Regions from separate parts of the Mus musculus genome. Here region 2 is linked to region 1. The links are chromatin contacts, called in public promoter capture Hi-C maps. All regions are on one chromosome and are shown on one strand. Each heading gives the region's core, a stretch centred on a gene start, on an enhancer-like site or on the middle of the called end of the contact. The rest is flanking DNA. Distances are from core to core; before and after follow the strand shown. Region 1 has its middle 18 kb from the start of Gm34992. Region 2 overlaps Cops8 (COP9 signalosome subunit 8).

Region 1 (6,291 bases), core at 988-3,487:
AACATCATTGTGGGGAGTTAGCATATGGGGAGACAAAAAATTAGAGAGAATCCGCTTTCAGGCTCACTTTTAAAGACAGCTACTTTCCTTGGGAATTCACATACTTCGAAAGACCCACATCCATCCCTTCTAAGGCTGAGTGATTCTCTTATGACCCAGTCTCCTTCCACTACGCCCAAGTAGCCCAGTGCCTGGCTGAGACCTCTGCTTTGCAGTGGTATCTGCTGCTGTTTCTGGAAGCTGATGATGTGCGGTATTATCTATCTCAAAGCTCTAAGGTCTGGGGAAGGTTCTAGGTTTTATTCACGGTCTTAGTTAGGGTTTCTATTGCTGTGAAGAGACAACATGATCATAGCAACTCTTATAAAGGAAACCATTTAATTGGGGCTGGCTTACAGGTTTATTCTATTATTGTCATGTTGGGAAGCATGGTGCCATGCAGGTAGACATGGTGCTGGAGAGGTAGCTGAGAGTTCTTTATCTGGCTAACTAGTCATCGGACAGGGAGGATAAAGCACTGGGCCTGGCTTGAGCATCTGAGACCTCAAAGCCATCCCCACCCCCAGTGATACACTTCCTTCAGCAAGGCCACACTTCTAATAGAACCACTCCCTATGGTCCTGTGGGGGCCATATCATTCAAACCACCACGCCCTCTTAGTAAAGGCATCCCCTAAATGAAATATCATGTGCCCTATGAATCTGTCAGAAGGATGAATGGATGGCAGGCTGGTGAAGAGGAGGAAAGAAAGGAAGGAAGAAGAAAAAGTGAAGAGACATAGACACGTGATTGAGGAACTTACGACCTGAGTGCTGGGTTGGATTGGAGGCTTTCTGCTTTAATCTGGTTGTCTTTATGTTTACTCCAAATGCAGAGCTTTCTATGACTTTTCTCAGCCCAATCTTTTATTTGTTGAGTAAATACTAGCTGAGCTGCAGATTCACTGCTCTCATGAGCTACGGGAATAACCGTGGAGACAGCCAGGCTCAGGCCTCGTGTTGCTCCAGCTTTCTGCATATGGTCAACTCAGGATGGACGTGGTCCTCGGGGCCCCTGAGGTCACCAGCAAAGACTCACTTTGGAAGACTGACCCAAGGTAACATAGGATAACAAGCTTCAGTATTGTTTTGTCATTGTGCTAGTTTTTAAGAAAGTTTAAGATATCATTGATCTCTGTAGCTTAATGTTAAATATATTCTTCCTGTGCGTTTGTGTGTTTCATCTATCAACTATCATCTATCTATCTATCTATCTATCTATCTATCTATCTATCTATCTATCTATCTATCCATCCATCTATCCAACTATCTATTTATCTATCATCCATCTATCCATCTAATCTGTATCTGACTACATTGCTAATTCACACACTATGTGTGTACATGTGTGTATAGGTCTAGATCTAGATATCAGAATCAATATACATACATATTGATAAGTCTATATATGTAAGTCTGGTTCCTTTATACTATTCATAAAAGACCCATGCCTTTGTAACCATTCTATAGATGTGGAATGCTGTATTTAAATGTATAAAGTGCAATTAAAATGTGATAGACATACACATACACACACAGGCAGAGCTGGCACGTCTCCAAGTGTGCATAAAGGGACTTATTAATTAATCAGTGTTGATGGTTTGAGATCTCTCCACTTGGGTGTCACTAGCTCACGTTCAAGTTTCTGAGCACAGGGGCTGTGGTCTGGGCATGTGTGCAGTTGGCATCTGCCCTGTCAAGTTGGGTCTTATCCTGAGCTGTAGAAAGGCCCCCACAGCCTGGCAGTGTTCTGCCGTGACTCCCTGTGATGTATGGATGTGCCATGGCTCGTCACATTGATAACTCTGTATAATTAATTTGATGCCATCTGATGTGGCAGCAGGTTCGATATTTAAGACATAAAAGTTGTCCATGCCCCACGGAGCACATCTGTTCAATGGCATAATTCAAATTAATTTCCACCAATTTCGGGCTGAGCTCTTGGAGCCGATCTCTGATCTGCCTGGTGTCCTCAGGACACACTCCGTAAAATGGTTCAAGACATTGTTCTTAGATTCCTATTTTTAAATTGCTTTTATAAGTACAGAAATAATGCAAAGGTCTTACTGGGACTTTCTAGATCCCCCAAGCCTGCAAAATGCAAGGCCAATCCCAGCTGCCCTTGCTGATTAGACCCCACTGAGCACACGCAGAGACCAGCCTGCAGCTTCAGTATTTGTCCCAGGGGCACTCCCTGCCCTCTCAGCCATCAGCCTCCCTGTGAGGTTTAGTCACCGTGTTCCTTTTTCATCTCCAGTTAGGGTCGGTTACTCATTGCTTTTTCGGAACTCAGTGTTATTTTCCGGAGTACCGGCTGTTTTTGTTTGGGGGACAGAATGAAGCTCCTTTTGGCTGCACTGGGTTTCTTCTTACTTAATGTTGGCCAGAACACCACGGAAGTGCTTTCTGTGTCCTTGGCGTGGCCTGTCAGCAGGTTCACGGGCCTCAGAGGTTTCATTGCCACTGAGCTTAGTTTTGGATAAGACTGTGTCTGGAAGGGTTCTCCACATTTGGAGACCTCTATGGGTAGCCCAGGTTGGACCTGAGCCTTGTGATGCTTGCCTGCCTCAGACTCCTGAGTACTGGGATTGAGTACTGGTTTCTACTGAGTACTTTGTACTGAGTACTGGTTTGTTGCCACACCTAGCTCCCTTTCAATTGGCTAATCATCCTTGGGGAGATGGTTTGAGACTGTTCCACTGTCAATTTCTCCTTATCCTTTGGCCCACTAAGGCCAGTATCTGTCAGCTCTGCTGACCTGCCACAGGGATCATCACTGTATTGAAACAGGCAGCTCTTCCATTTCTAACTGCTGCTCCTATGTCTGTCAACTGAGACCAGATGGAAAGGAAGATTCCAAGGATTTATCCAAGGATTTCTTTGTGTAACTGTGAACCAGTGGATGTTGTTGGTTAAAAGTGATACCACCTTACTGGTCTCACCTTTGCTCCTAGGGGCAAGATAAGTTCCGGTGGGTGTTTCCTGGACACAAGCCTGTGGCTAGTGCCAATGGAACTCATTAGTTCTTGGCCCAAGCATGTGATTGCAATTCCAGGACTTATAAAGGGAAGTTATGGTTCTGAGATGGTGGGGAGTGTATCTGGAGGCACCTGCTGTCACCATCTGAGCGACAGAGCCAAGAAAAACTGATTCCATCAGATACCCAGTGCCTGTTCATCTCACCATACCTACTGGCTCAAGAGTCAGTTTGTCAGTTATGCATGTCTAGGAGGGAGACATGAAAGACACAAAGCAGACCCATCCCAGCCAGTGCAGGACAAAGACGGAGATGCTGTGTCAGTATCACCAGGAAACTGGAAGTAGAGATACAGAACTGATATCACCACGACACCTGTCCTCACAGTGCCATGAACAGTCACATAAGCACTGGGACTTTGGAGAGTGTGTCCTGCTTCCCTCAGGCTGCCTGGCTCATGGCTGTGCATATGTGCGTTAAGGCTTCAGACATTGCCCTCACCAAGGAGGGAACGTGAGCCTGCTTGTCAGTGGTTTAGTCTGATTGCTCTGATCTGGGATTTGCTTCAAATCGTGGGGCAAGTTTTTGGTGGCCACAAGTCAGGCCATCTACCTATAGATGCTTGGGGAAAATTATGGCATCTGAGTGTAAAGTCAGGACCTCACAGAAGGGCAGGATATGAGCCAGATGCGTGCTGCATCCATGAGAGGGCCCAAGGACCATAGGTATAGGATGGGAGTCTGAAGTTGTACCCTGAGATATATATATAGTGGGCAGCAGGAGAGAGACAAACATTCCCCCACTTGTTTACTGAAAGAATAGTGTGAGTCCTGGTTCTGAGTCTTGGTAAGGAAGATAGGTCAGCTCCCTCTGACCCCTGGGAGCTCATGTGTTAGGGTGGGCCAGCAACTATTAAACAGAGACGGGGTTTCAGTGAATAAGTCATGTTAAAAAGACATAGGAGGGGCTCAGTGAGGACTGAGGAAAGCCATCCCTTAGGAGGTGCCATTTAAACCTGACCAGTGTAACCACAGCATGGGAGGCAAGGGAGCTGGTGCTCACAGACCAACGCTGCCCTGGACTTTCATAGTCTGCATTCATCCAGTCTTTGTTGTCAGCCGGTGTTCCAAGTCATTTGTCTTCATCCCTCTACAGAGGCGATGTGGTGCAGCCTCAGTGGGGGACACCAAGAGATTAGATCATTTATTGCTTTTGTCTCTGACTTTAGACAAATTGTCTCGCTGACTCTGTGCTTCAGTTTCTCGTCTCTAAGATGGAAAGACTGTTGTCTCAAATGACTGTGAGGAGTCTGATAAACAGCCCAGCACCTGGTCTGGTACCCAGAGCGCGCTGAAGTTCACACGCAGTTCATGCATTGCTTGTCCCGTAGGCCTGTAGAGATGCTAACTGTGCACACTCTGTATCCAGCCTTCACGTGCTCTCACAACTCTGTAGCAGCCCCGTTTCTTGAATCAGAGACTCAGTCAGAATTTATGAAGGAAACCAGGCAAAGGAAACAAACCTTCATTAAAATCTGATCGTTTCTTGTTTCCACTTAATGCTGTTCTTCCGAGCCATCTGGGAACAATTTATTGAAACCATAATTGTGCATTAAATATTGCAATTTGTCCTGAGCCCCATCTATGAAATAAACAGTATAGAGACTCGCTGCAGACTCAGCACATCCAGAGACCCGTTGCTTTTCTGCCAGTGACTCTTGCCCATCTACCAGGCACAGCTCAGGGTAGAGTCTAGACTTTGCTCACCACCTGTGTGAGAGGCAAACTGCATGTGAGGTAGCTCTTGGTGATAGTGGAGGCTCTTGAGGATGAGGTCCCAGAGAAAAGAGTCCTGTTATAAGGCAGAAGGTCCGTGTGGCCCCTGAGGGACTAGCTCTGCCCCTGGGAAGGAGAAGGCTTATCACACCCCCAAATTCTGACCTGCAATAGGACTTAGCTAGTACATCCTGGCCTTTAGAAGCTGGTGACTGCCTGTTTCTCCGCACACCTGAGCTGGAGTGGCATGGGCAGCGCATGGATGAAGGAGGTAATGAGCTGTAGTGGTGGATCCATTGCTGTGGGGTGTGCTGAGAGGTTCAATGGAGAGAACTGGTTTCTCAGCCTAGAAATAGACTTCAAGAGACAATTGTCACTATTGATGCCTGGGCAAAAGTTGGATAGAGTCCCCAAAGCTCTGGCAACACAGAGGACTGCAACCCCAAGAGGGATCCATAATGTGCAAGGCTCCTTGAGTTAGCGATTCCAAATATGGGTGGAAGAAGTCATGAGCAGACAGACAGAAATCCGTGGCCTCCATCCCTGCCAATCCCTGCCTGTGTTCCTGCCTTGCGTCTTTGCTCTGGGCAACCGCCCAACCTCCAAGCTGCTTCTCTCCTCTCGCCTCCCACCCACTCGTCAGTCCTGGTGTGTGTCTTCTGTCTGTCTGTTGTCATTCTGGGATAAAAGCAACAGTCTCCAGAGAATGGACATTTCCCTGTTTCTCCACACAGAGCCGCGTGTGGTCATTTGGTTGTGACTCTTGGCCTGTCTCATGCTCAGGACTGAAGAAAACAAAATGAAAACAAAAAACCAACCAACCAATCATCAACAACAACAACAACAACAAACAACGGACCACCACAAGGTTTCAGTGTGACTGGCCTTTCTGTATTGAGGATGCTCGTGAAAGGCTATTGAGCGGTCAGCTAAGGATGGCTCACGCTGCTCAGCTTTGTCTGGGTCTGAGAACCAGGATTGGGGGCAGTGGGGATGTGAGTGTGGGTTCAGGACACCGTCCTGCCTCTGCATCTCGTCTCTCCGTGACAGGATTGCTGGGATAATCATGCTTGCCTTTTTTGAGGATTCTTGGTGTCCAAACTCAGGTCCTCAGGCTTGCAGGCAGGACTTTACCCACTGGTTTGCCTCCTCTTCTAAGGGTGTCCCCCTCAGCTGTCATTGGCTGCTTTTCTGGACTTCTGTTTGAACTGGGACAAGCGAGTGGGCGGCCCGATGTGCACCACAATCAACCAATCCACTGGCAGGTGTGTTTGGAAAGTATCTTGTAGGATGATAAAGGGTGGGCTTGGCAAGGTACAAATGGTGCTCCGAATCAGGCCACTGCTTAGGTTTATAACATGTTACTGGAATGTCACCATGTCCTTATTGAAGAGTTTAGGGCTGCTTTCCTGCTCCTCTGGTTGAGTTGGGTTGTTGCAACTAAGACCCTGTGTGGTTCATAAAGCCTGAAGCATTTACTTTCTGGTCCTTTATAGAGAGA
Region 2 (6,291 bases), core at 2,805-5,304, 300 kb after region 1:
AGAAACTGTCTTACCTCTGACTTTGTAGTGGGTTACCTAATTCCTGTTTTCATTGACTTTTATTGGCACTTTAAAAATCATTTGGAAATATTTTTAAATTGGCCTTTTACTTAATCCTGGGAAGTGCTGTTAAAATGTAACAGTTGAGAAAAGCCTTCAGAAGTCAAAGTGTTGAGAATAAGGGTAGTAAAGCGAGCCAGCAGTGTTGCTACCAGGTACACAGTACACAGTTTTGTGAATGGCTCCTGTTTCTAATAGCACATTGGGATGGACCTAGCTGTGTCCTGCCAGGGTTGGTGATGTAGTTTGTGAGTAACTGAGGCTAGGAATGGAGTGAGGTGATCCCGTGCTGAGGAGCATGGTGTGAGTGTGAGGATAACGAGGCAGAGGGCTTTCAGCTGCACATGCCCTTGCCTGTGTGGCTGCATGGGAAAGAGTTGTGTCAGGTGACTTGATATGACTGCATTGCTAGTGGTTTAATAGTGCCTGGGGCTGGAAGTATAGTCTGGGCTCCACAGGACATGGCAGCCCCATCTTTCCATCTCGGTGGTCTCAGCACACAGAGCTTCTCTCCCAGGCTCAGGCAGATCCCACTTCACATCTGTGGCTCTTGGTGGACATTTGGTCCCGCCATCTCCTATATTCTGGAGTCTCCATTTTAACTGAGGCTTCCCCTTCACAGCTATAGGTGGTGGCTTCTCAGGGCCTCTTCACATCTACCACAGGGTAACTGACCTCAGCTGCTGTTCGTGACTCCCTCAGTCTTTGCTCTTTACATTCAAAACCAGGATCTTGCAGATGACACGATATTGCCAGGGTCTGCTACTGGTTTGAGAGATTGCCTCCTTGGACTAAAGCTGATAAGCTGTGCTGACTCTGAGGAAACACTTCTCTTGTTCCACGGAAGTGCTGGAGGCTTCTCTGCCATGATGCTGATCTCTGACAGTTACAGCTGCTGCTTCAGCACCAGCCCAACATCACCTCTCTCAAAATTGCCTCTACCAACAAACCAGTCAGTTTTCTTTAGGTTCAACTCCATTTACGTTCTCGGGATACAAGCAGAATGAAGCCAGATTCTTGGCCAGAATACCACACAGATGGCCACCAGCCCAGTTACTGATGGACGCTGTGTTTCCCATTGAGACCTTGTAAGCCAGACCTCTGCTGTTCATGTTTCTGGCACTATTACCATTCCACACCCCCACAGAGCTATTGAGTCCTGTGTCCAGCGTTCCACCATTTCCCCAATCCAACAGGACACACACCCCCACAGTCTTCCCTTGAACAAAGGCCCTTAAAAGCTATGTGGGTCACAGCAATGCCTCCACCTTCCTCAGTACCAAGTTCCACCCTTGTTTTATTCTATTGGTCGGGACACCTTAGGGGAGAAAAGGTCTATTTTAGCTTACAATTCCAAGTTAGAATTCGTTGCTACAGGGCAGTTGAGGTAGAAACGTGAAACAGTCAGGAAGCCACAGTCAAGAGGGAGAGAGTGAGTTAGTGGAAGCTTGCTCTTCAGCTGGCTTCCTGTACCCATACAGTCCAGGGCCCAAAGCCAGGGGATGGTGCCACCCATTTCCAGGTGGGTCTTCCCACATAAATAAGGCTATCAAGACAGTCCCCACAGGCCAGCCTGAGCTCAGCAACTGAGCCTCTTGCCCTGTGATCTCATTTGTGCTGACAACACTAAGCACAGGAAGATTAGTGTGTTTCCTTCTGAAATAAAAGACTAAGAGTAGAGATGGCGCTGAGTACTTGAAGCCTCTGCTCCGGGGTTGAAACACCTAAAGGCTGACTACCTTGGAACCGTCACAAGTATTCCAAGCAGCCGAGCCCATTCAGTGTTTTAAAGCTGCTGGCCCTAAGGCAGTATGGTTGCAAGAGCTACAGTCAAGAGAAATTCATAAAGATGACCCATTTGCTGCTCGTAGGCTATCCATCACTGGACAGCCTCAACCTGTGGGACGGGGACCCCTTCAGAAGGATGGGGGACAGAATAGGAGCTTCTGGAAAGGGATAACCTACAAAGTGGTCCTACAGGACACCCCATGTTAAAGCCTGCGCTAAGCAGCCCATTTCCCTGGAGTTCTGTGCTGGGTGGGGTGGCAGTGTGACTGTAAGCCAGAGGTAGAACTTAGAAAAACTCCAAGCGGACGTCGGGTCAGCACAGCACCACATGAAGCACCGAAGGGAGCAGGGGGTGGCACACAGGCCAGAGACTGGAGAGTTGTGCCTGCATGGACTACATTGTGTAGGTGCAGGACCCATGGAGGCTGGAGGAGGGTGTCATGCCAGATCCCTTGGGACTGCAGTTGCAGATGGTTGTGAGAGACTATGTGGATACTCTTAACCACGGGGCCATCCCGCCAGCCCCAGACTTCATTGTTTAAAAACTTTTGGTTCACTCCCCCTAGTTCGTCAAGGTTGTTCACTCTTTGTCATAGGAAACCGGTTCTTACCTCACTCTCTTTCCCCTTTCCAGCCCACCTTAGTTTCCTGTCTGCTTCTGCTTCATGATTTCTTTTCTCTGCTCTTATTTCCTTCATTTACCCCATTTGCCCCAGATTTTGACTTCATGCCGTAGTTCATTATGTCTTGCCTGTTTTCTGTTCTGAGGCCTTCTGTTACGTATTGGCTGATGTTTTATATTAATGATCAATTTTGAGTGTGTTTCTAGCTCTTACGAGTTTTGTGTTGATGTGGCACCAAGTGCTTGTCTCCCTTTTGAGTGACTCTGGATAGTGATCCCTCCAGTGTTGGTTGCTAATGGAGAAGATGTCCAAATCCAGAAGAGATAACCAAATACAACAGTTGCAAGTTGAAACACAGAAACACACACACACACATACACACACCATAAAAGAGCAAGATAAACATGAGACTTCCGAGAGATCATAACTTCCATCAATGAGCTCAGTGACACTGAAATGGTTGACGAGCTGGGGATAGAATTCAAATGGCAGCTTCTAAAAATAACTTCTTCAAAGAGGAAGAAGGAGAAAGAGATGACCTGGGAAAGTAATGGAGTCAAGACAGAGATGAAGCCAGCGGCTCGGAAAAGAACGTCAGCATGGAAACAGCTTGAAAACAGCAAACAGAAAAGAGAAGATGCCTTAAAGAGCAGGGAAAACCACCGCTGATGAACGTGATCAGGCAGAAGTACCGAGCAGGGGTGGAAGACAAGACAGAGGATATGCTGTATTCAGACATCAGATAGAACAGCATCCAAGAACTATAGTGCATGATTAAGTAAGCCAACTTACCAACATTTAAAATATATTTTTTTGGCCATTGTATTTCTTTTTTCAAGAATGACAAAATCATTTGTCACGATTGTTGATTGGATCTTTTTTATTATTATTTCTACGAGAGAGCGGTAGCTCCGCTGTCCTGAGTGTAGCTGGGGAGAGTCGTCCTCATTGTGTAGCTCTCTGTTCACTCTCTCCTTCACTGTGTGAGTGATTTGTCAGTTCTTGCCTACGCCTGCATCATTAGTCTCTTGAACCCACAGTTTTGGCTGGAAAGTTTCAATTCCCCCGTCTTCATAATTAATTTTTGACAGAAAATCAGCAAAACTCAGCGGGACGACCGTGGTCCTTTCTGACACCCATAGGACATCTGCCCCACGATAGCAGAGCATCCTGTCATCCAGACAAATGCGCTCAGGGCTGTGAGGAGTTTCCAGTCCTTTACCGGGTTTAAAGTCACATATCATATTGTTCCATGACCACAGCTAGGAACGAGTGGCAGAAAGTGTGGAGAATCTCCCCCAGTTCAGTAATTTTTAAATGTGCTTCTAGATAACTCAGCAGTTAGGAAGAAACTAGAAAGGACTACACAGCAAAGCATCTGTAACATGTCTGTGGGATCATAGCTCTGCTCAGAGATAGCTTTATGCTTTTGATGCCTAAATAAGTCACTTGGGCAAGTCAAGGCTCACATAAATAGATAACGAAAATACGGAGGCAGGAGACAGACACCACACAATGCTAGATAAAAGAAAAAGCTTTTTCTCTAAAAGGAGTTGGGGATCCTAGAGAAATAGCTGAAGCCAGCTCTTAGTGGTAGAGAACGGCTTGGGACATTGTGAACGTGTTGTGCCAGGAAGTGAGAGGGAGGCCACAGGAGACATGCCAAAGGGCCTCGGGCCAGCTTCATATCACAATAAATAACTATCGTTAAGAAGTGCAAGCTATTAAGTTGCAATTCTGTCCCCATGCATCAAGCAACGAAGGACAGTTCCAGCTCAGATATGGAAGGAAGTATACAAATGGAATGTCTCCACTTGGAAATAGCTGTGCTTGGGTGCTTGGTATTCCTTAGAACCCCTGAACTGAGGCTTGGTCCCAGATGGTGCACGGTCATGGACGTTAGCAGATGGGGCCTTACGGGAGGTTATTAGGGCATTGAGTGCATGCCCTCCAGAAGCACTTGTGTAAGGTCTTGCCCCTCATGAGACCCTAAAGTCATGCCAAGAGCCAGCTGTCGTTCTCTATGTCTAGTATGTGTCCAGACACCCACACTCCCCTGATATGGTGCTCTGCCATCCACTTCACCTTCAAATACATGCACTTGGAAGTTCAGAAGCCAAGAGCTGAGCACATTGCTGACTTCAGTCAGATACCTCAAGCTCATCACAATGGAGGACGGAGGTAAGGATCAGCTGTGGAGATACATGCGTGGATGGACACCAGGGAACTGGGAGTTTTTCTGGGCCCAAACATCCTTCCTACAGGCATCCCCACGTGCAAGTATCTGGGTACTTGAGAGGCTGAGAGTGGCAGTACCATAGTCAGGTCACCTTTAAGGTTGGCACACGGGCCTCCGAATGTGAAGTAGAGAGAACACACTGGGGCTGGGGCACCTGTGGCCAATGTAAGCCATGTGTTAAAAAGAGGTGGTGCACAAGACAGATGCAGGGTGAGGGACATGCTGCAAAAGGAACCATCTTTTCCCCAGACTCATCTGCAAGAGAGAAAGACAGATCAGAAACAGTTTCAGATCAAATGAAGCTGACAATCCAAGCAACTGGAAAGGCAAAGCCATGGCACGCATGCTCTTGGGAAGTGGGTGAGATCCGAGTAGGCATTACAGATTAGACCTTCGAGGGCACACCACAGCCTGGGAGCCCAAAGGCGGCTGGCGAGGATTTCACAAAGAGCATTTGTTTGGAACGTAGCAAATAAATCTATTTACTCCTGTTCTGGCTGTGGCTGACTTCTCAATTGCAGAGATCAAGACTTGTGACAGAGAGCATGTATGTACCTTGCTGAGGCAGAAAAATTTGCCACCCACTCTGCATTGAAATGTTTCCCAATCCCTGAGTTAGGTTATTTTTTTCTTTTTGTCAACATAATTTTGCAGATTTGGCTGATTTTGCTGTGGCTATAATAGAGAACAACTTCCTTTGAGAAAATAAACATTTAAAGAAGCCTATGAGTGTTTCTCTCTCTCTCTCTCTCTCTCTCTCTCTCTCTCTCTCCCTCTCCCTCTCCCTCTCCCTCTCCCTCTCCCTCTCCCCCTCCCCCCTCCCCCTCCCCTTCCCCCTCCCCCCTCCCCCTCTCTCTCTGCCCCCTCTCATTTGCCAAATATCACTGATAAATAAATACCTGTGATGTTTATATCAAAATCATCTTAAAACAGAGGAAAGACCCTGCTATAAAACTCAAAACTTCTAAAGAAGACACAGGAGAAGCAGTTCAAGATACAGCCACAGGAGCCATTCCCTGAAGGAACACATGAGGAAGCCAGAGGTCAACCTGGAATGTCACGCCTCAGGACACACTATCCATTTCATTTTTATGACAGTCTCTTACTGGCCTTGAACAGGCCAGCCCACAAGCCTCCACTTCTCCAGTGCTAGCTTTACACGTACACACCACCGTGCCTAACTACTTATGTGGGCTCTGGAGACCAAACTTAAGTGCCCATCTCAGTAGCCAATGGCTCAGGAAACCAGAATACACAGGTGGGATTATATCAAGTTATAACAAAGCAGGAGTGCTGCCCTTCACAGAAGTATCTCTGGTCAATGTTGTGGCAGCATTGCCTCTTCCAGGCTGGGACTTTGGGGTAGGGGTGGGAAGGACTCTGTACTTCAGGGAACAGCTCAGGGAGACCCTTCCCTCCAAGATGAAAAGCATCAACTAGACAGACCACAGTCCACGTGGAGCTGGGTCCCTAACGACCAGATGGGGATAATGGTGAAGCCCAACAGGAGGATCTTCCCATAATCTCCGGGCTCTGTTAATGGGAGTTTTGCATTTTATCCCATATTTTAAAAAGCACCCC

What was found. Capture Hi-C pulls out chosen DNA fragments and counts their contacts.
Region 2: a promoter capture Hi-C map of adipose tissue shows a contact between it and region 1. The contact joins two enhancer-like sites. A contact is called at or near these places in 6 of 39 promoter capture datasets (cranial neural crest, embryonic stem cells, frontonasal cranial neural crest and 3 more), 4 of 115 datasets of contacts at active chromatin or transcription factors (embryonic stem cells and stem cell-derived neural progenitor cells) and 1 of 9 other capture datasets (adipose tissue).

The regions. Positions count from the first base shown.
Region 1 is chr1:90,316,339-90,322,629 of GRCm38.p6, forward strand. No RefSeq gene overlaps it. Among named protein-coding and RNA genes, the nearest start is that of Gm34992, 18 kb to the right of the region's middle. Within about 2 kb of position 2,238, at least 7 of the 459 cell types and tissues checked have an H3K27ac peak or open chromatin away from gene starts, as enhancers often do. A contact at or near this core is called in adipose tissue, where this site is marked.
Region 2 is chr1:90,613,322-90,619,612 of GRCm38.p6, forward strand. It overlaps Cops8 (COP9 signalosome subunit 8), which reads left to right. Exons shown (of 8, transcript NM_133805.3): 8 at 1-20. Among named protein-coding and RNA genes, the nearest start is that of Cops8, 13 kb to the left of the region's middle. Within about 2 kb of position 4,055, at least 5 of the 459 cell types and tissues checked have an H3K27ac peak or open chromatin away from gene starts, as enhancers often do. A contact at or near this core is called in adipose tissue, where this site is marked.